Regions from separate parts of the Mus musculus genome. Here region 1 is linked to region 2. A link is a contact called in public HiChIP or PLAC-seq data. All regions are on one chromosome and are shown on one strand. The core of a region is the stretch at or near the end of the contact, and the rest is flanking DNA. Distances in the headings are between cores, read along the strand shown. Region 1 overlaps Ccz1 (CCZ1 vacuolar protein trafficking and biogenesis associated). Region 2 holds the start of Zdhhc4 (zinc finger, DHHC domain containing 4).

Region 1 (2,700 bases), core at 168-2,667, 660 kb before region 2:
TTGGGATAACTGTTCTTTCAGTGGTCGTCATCTCAATGTCATGTCTGCACAGGTCTGAAAAGGAGCCCCAGTTTAAGTTCATCTACTTCAACCACATGAATTTAGCAGAGAAAAGTACAATTCACATGAGGAAAACGCCCAGTGTGTCACTCACATCCGTCCACCCAGATCTAATGAAGATATTAGGGGACATCAACAGTGACTTTACCAGGTAATCCCAGCGACTTCTCAAAGCGGATGTTGCCTTTCTGAGAATAGATTTAAAGGAGTTATACGTATGTATATTTATATTTATCTTATTTGTTTGTTTACATGGGATTCACTGTATAACCTAGTAGTACTTAAACTCAAGATCTCTCTGCCTCAGCCTTCTCAGGGCTGGGATTATAGACATATGCCTGCATGCCTAGCTAAATAATTACCTTTAAACCAAGTGACCCAGAGCCCTTGAGAAGAGACTGCTTCCACATCACACAAGGTTGCCTTTCATACGTGACTACTTAACTATTTATAACTACAACTTAGTGTCGTTTCTTTCTTTCTTTTTAAGATTTATTTACTTTATGTATATGAGTACACAGTAGCTGTACAGATGGTTGTGAGCCACCATGTGGTTGCTGGGAATTAAACTTGGCTTCTGCTTGCTCCAGCCCTAAGATTTATTTATTGTTATATGTAAGTACACTGTAGCTGTCTTCAGACACTCCAGAAGAGGGCGTCAGATCTCATTACAGATGGTTGTGAGCCACCATGTGGTTGCTGAGAATTGAACTCAGTACCTTCGGAAGAGCAGTCAGTGCTCTTAACCACTGAGCCATCTCTCCAGCCCCTTAGTACCATTTCTTGTTTTGAATTCTTTTTCTCTTCCCAGTCTAGCTGTGTACATAAAAGCATCCCACTCTGAAACTTTGTTACAGAGCAGATGAAGATGAAGAAATCATTGTGAAGGCCATGAGCGACTACTGGGTTGTTGGGAAGAAGTCTGACCAGCGGGAGCTGTACGTGATTCTCAGTCAGAAGAATGCGAACCTGATCGAGGTCAATGGTAAGGGGGCCTGGGACCTCAGGAGAACTTTAACCACGGATACTTCAAATAATCTTTCCCTGGGTTAAGAAACTATAGAAGCTGCACATTGTGGTCATACCTATAATTCCAGCTGAGGCAGGAGGATCAGGAGTTTACGTCCATCCTCAGCTACAGAGTGAGTTTGAACTCAGCCTGGACTACAGGAGACCCTATCTCAAAAAAAAGTAAATATGGCCTGAGAAGTGGCCTAGTGGGTACAGGAGCGTGCTGCCAAGCTTGGTGACACACAGAATGTCCTCAGACCTCATGCATGCATACTGTATCCCTCCATACACACACGTGCACACACAAGGAAATAGGAAGTTCTTTAAAAGGGAAGTAACTTGGTGAGCTGCAGCAGTGGCTCCGGGTTAAGACGTTGGCTTAGTTCCAGCTCCCACACAGTGGCCCGCAGGCAGCCGTAGCCCCGTTCTCACGGATCCAATACCTCGTCTGTCCTCTGACAGCATCGGGCACACGTGGTGATAGACATACATGCTGACAAAAGATAGTCACATAAAATAAACATTAGAAAGCAAAAAAACAGGGACTGCAGAGACAGCTCCAGAGGCTCAGGGTCTCTGCTGCTCTTACAGGGACTCAAGTTTGGTCTACACATGGGGCAGCTCATAACTGCCCCAGAAATCAAACAAACAGAAGCTCCTGGCCTTGGATCCCAGCTTTTCAAGAGGCAAGAGGATGAGAACTTCAAAGTCTGCCTGGGCTATTAATGGAGTCTCTACCTTGAATAAATGGTGGGGGGGAAATGAGATGGGTGTCAGGGGTCTGTGAGGGATGTAGCCCACTGCTACACCCGCCGAGCATGAGTGAGGGCCTAACTCAGCCTCCAGTGCAAACAGAAACCAGAACACAACTCCTAAGATCCAAGCAGATGCTTCTATTCTGTGTATTTCGGGTTTAAAGAAAACTTTATTTCATGCATATGGGTATTTTACCAGCATTTATGTCTGTGTCCCACCCACTTGTGCCTGGTCCCTGAGGAAGCCAGAAGGAGCTGCAGTTACTGACAGTTGTAGGCTGTCCTGTGGGTGCCGAGAACCAAATGGGGTCTTCTGTAAGAATAGCAGGTGCTCCTAGCCACTGAGCTGTGTCTCCAGTCCCCCATTAAATGCTTTTATTTCTCCTGTGGGGTGGGAAACTTAACAGTGCCTAAAAGAAAAGTGTTTTCTAAAGTGCTACAAAAAGAAAAATCAGCAAACAAGGCATGGCTGCCCACTGTACAAATGTCCTTTTATAGCTGCCCACTGTACAAATGTCCTTTTATAGCTGCCCACTGTACAAATGTCCTTTTATAGATCCTGTGATGAGAACCCTCCAGGCTGCCAGGTTCACAGGGCACTTCCAGCTGTCACCATCTGCACATGGGCAGAAGAATGCAGTTTTTTTCTGCCTTCCCATCAGGGCGGGGTTGGTCTCCTTTCTGGACAGTGTGATCTAGCAGCTGCTTTATGGGTCTTAATGAATGTTGTCCTGGAGAAAAGATCGCATTGTCCTCATGGGATTGGGCTTCGCCACTGCTCTCTGTGGCATGACACTAACGGCAGGCAGGGGACAAATCCTACCAAGCTCATCATAAGTGACATAGAGGATCTTAACATCTGTTCTTTTGTTGG
Region 2 (2,700 bases), core at 158-2,657:
CTTTGAGGCTAATGCTTAGAGATCAGACATTTTTTTCCTCAAAGGGAACCTGTTTTTCAGAGGCGTCAAGAATAGTTCTCGGAGGACCTGGGGGGCACTCAGACAAAGCAGCACCCCCATCCCCTCCAGGAACCTTCTCAGTGCTATGTTTAGCAGCAGCTCCTCTCAAGCCAAGCCTGCCCATTATCAAAACAGCCTTTTTATCCTCAGGGATAAAACACTAGTCACTGCTCCCCACAGGGAGGACGTTAAAGCTGTGCACAGAGATGGCAGGAGTAGGGGCATGCGGTCAGCAGAACCTGACTCACAGGGGGACATACTGTGACCCCTGCAGTGGAACATGCTGGGACTGTTGGGACAGGGCCCAGTGGTGTGTCTGCCAGGAAGACACAGGTGTCCCTGTCTAGGTACCTGCTGGGTGGTCAAGGGTTACTGCTGAGTTCCCGCCAGGACATGCAAAGGCTCGGCACAGTCCAGCAGTTCTCCTGCACCGACCCAAGACAGCCTTCATATTCTGTCAAAAGTGCTCGAAAATTCCAGTTCCTGTGTTAGGTGTGCCTGCCATCCCAACCAAAGTTAGGCTGAGACAGGAGGTTCAAAAGCCCAAGGCCAGCCTGGTATAATTTGGTGGGACTTTAATTTTGTTTGCTCATTTGTTTTGTTTTGTTTTAGAAAAGGTCTAGCTATGTAGCCCTGCCTGTCCCGGAACTCATGTAAACAAGGCTGACCTCTGACTCAGAGAGACCTGCCTCTGTTTCCTTAGGGCGGTGAATAAAGTCATGGGCCACTATGCCTAGCTGAGATCATATTTTGGAAAGAAATTCTTAAAAAGAAAATAGCTAGGGCTGGAGAGATGGCTCAGCGGTTAAGAGCACTGACTGCTCTTCCAGAGGTCCTGAGTTCAAATCCCCCCAACCATATGGTGGCTCACAACCATCTGTAATGGGATTTGATGCCCTCTTCTGGTGTGTCTGGAGACAGCGACATTGGACTCACATAAAATAAATAAAACAAATCTTTTTTTTTTTTTAAAGAAGAAAAAGAAAATAGCTTTTTAAATCTACGCACATACAAGAAATCAGAATTACACTCAGCGGATCACAACAAGCAAACACACCCACAAGAATCAAATCAAGGCCACGAAAATGGGACGGGGTTGGGAGAACGAAGGACTCGTACATAGGCAGTAAATTGTCAAGTAATAATAAAAGTGCGAAGGAAGAGAGAGCAGAGGACGAGGGAGGGAGAAAGACAAACGTTAAGAGAAAAAGAAAAGAGAAAGAAAACCTACGACGGTACGAAAACACAATCGGCTCGCAGAACCAGAGGCCAAAGACAATAATTTCCGGCCTCCCGCTACTTTTTCCGTCGGAAGTCGCCTCCGTCGCGGGCACTGATGACGCCATGGACGCGCCGGAAGTCTTGGGGAGCGCTCCGCTGGGGTCCGCCGGCAGCGGCGGACGGTTGGCCCGGTTTGGGGTAAGGCGGCTCCGGAAGGCTCTGTGACACCCCGGCTGGGCGGCGGCCGTCGGGACCCCGTGTTTGAGTGAGAGCACAGTCCTCTCCGAGCCCCCTGCATCCCGCTCGCTGTGTCCCCTCCTCTTCCAGTCGTTGTCCGGGCTCCGGACGTAGTTGCCGTCTCCCAGCCTGCTTCCGAGCCTCCCTTGTCTCCTCTGAGCCTGATGCGTCCGGGATCTGGTTGTGGGATGGGCTCCATTCACCACTGCCCTTCCCTGGTTCCCCGCAGCTGCAGATTCTGTGACCTCAAGCATGCAAGGGCCTTGAATAATGTACCCGGAAAGTGTCCAGCAAAGGGAAACGACTGGGGCCCTACCCCATGTGGACAACCTCACCATGCGTCTGGACCCCGGTGTGGGCGCCTCAGTGATAGGCGTAGTGACAGTGACAGTGACAGCTAGAGGGATGATAGACCCCCAAACTAGTGGACTTTGAAGTTTTCTTCCCAGGTCAGCAGCGGTACAGCATCCTCTACTTCTGAATGCCTTTCACAGTGCACTCTGCCATGGAGACTTATTCAGCAGTATGTAAGTGTTGCGTTTGATTGTCTCCGCAGCCGGTTCCAGCCTCCTGGAACAACCATGTCGCCAGTTTTGCGCGTGCCAAATTCACGGCGCTGCCCAAGCGGAGCTGCTATCTGAATTCTCCTTGGATGTGGCAAAGGGAAATGAACGCAAAAGGTGCCGCTGGAAGTGTCCGACCTAGAGAAATATGTAGACCGGAGCCCTGTTACCTTGTGAGAATGGCATTTTTTTGTTTGTTTCCTTTTTGTTAATAGTTTCTGTTTTGATTCTCTGCGTTGGAATTTTGGTCCAGAATCCTGCCTCGTAAAGCCAATGTCAGTGTTCCCAGTTTCTTAACACGGGCTTTTTATATTTCATCATTCTGGTCTGGAGGGTGATGGGTGACATCATGACCACTGACCTGTTAAATATGCCCAAGTTTGGGTGTGGGACCCTGACTACCTCTAGGAGTTGCTCATTCTGATGAGGTCGGCGCAGGTTCTTTTGCAGGACTTTATCAGTATCCATGTGAATATTTAAAGATGTAAAAGGGTGTATTGCTGGGTGTGGTGGTGCACTTCTGGAATCCCAACCCTTTGAAAGCTGAGACAGGAGAATTCTGAGTTCCAAACTAGCCTGGCCTGCATAGTCAGATCCTGTCTCAAAAAACAAGGGGTTG

The links. HiChIP or PLAC-seq counts read pairs in DNA pulled down with a chosen protein or histone mark.
Region 1: a contact with region 2 is called in an H3K4me3 HiChIP or PLAC-seq map of bone marrow-derived macrophages, with 3 times the contacts expected there. The contact joins the enhancer-like site here to the promoter of Zdhhc4 in region 2. A contact is called at or near these places in 4 of 39 promoter capture datasets (HPC-7-derived erythroid cells, cranial neural crest and embryonic stem cells), 2 of 484 Hi-C or Micro-C datasets (embryonic stem cells and reprogramming fibroblasts), 3 of 115 datasets of contacts at active chromatin or transcription factors (the 230-238 cell line, bone marrow-derived macrophages and large pre-B cells) and 2 of 9 other capture datasets (adipose tissue and liver).

What each region holds. Positions count from the first base shown.
Region 1 is chr5:143,988,983-143,991,682 of GRCm38.p6, reverse strand. Ccz1 (CCZ1 vacuolar protein trafficking and biogenesis associated) reads left to right here. Exons shown (of 15, transcript NM_177682.3): 13 at 53-211; 14 at 918-1,045. Among named protein-coding and RNA genes, the nearest start is that of Gm17135, 9.4 kb to the right of the region's middle. Within about 2 kb of position 1,417, at least 53 of the 459 cell types and tissues checked have an H3K27ac peak or open chromatin away from gene starts, as enhancers often do. A contact at or near this core is called in bone marrow-derived macrophages, where this site is marked.
Region 2 is chr5:143,327,945-143,330,644 of GRCm38.p6, reverse strand. Zdhhc4 (zinc finger, DHHC domain containing 4) reads left to right here and starts at 1,407. Exons shown (of 8, transcript NM_028379.5): 1 at 1,407-1,479; 2 at 2,075-2,254. 0610040B10Rik (RIKEN cDNA 0610040B10 gene) reads right to left here and starts at 1,337. Exons shown (of 2, transcript NR_027874.1): 1 at 1,292-1,337.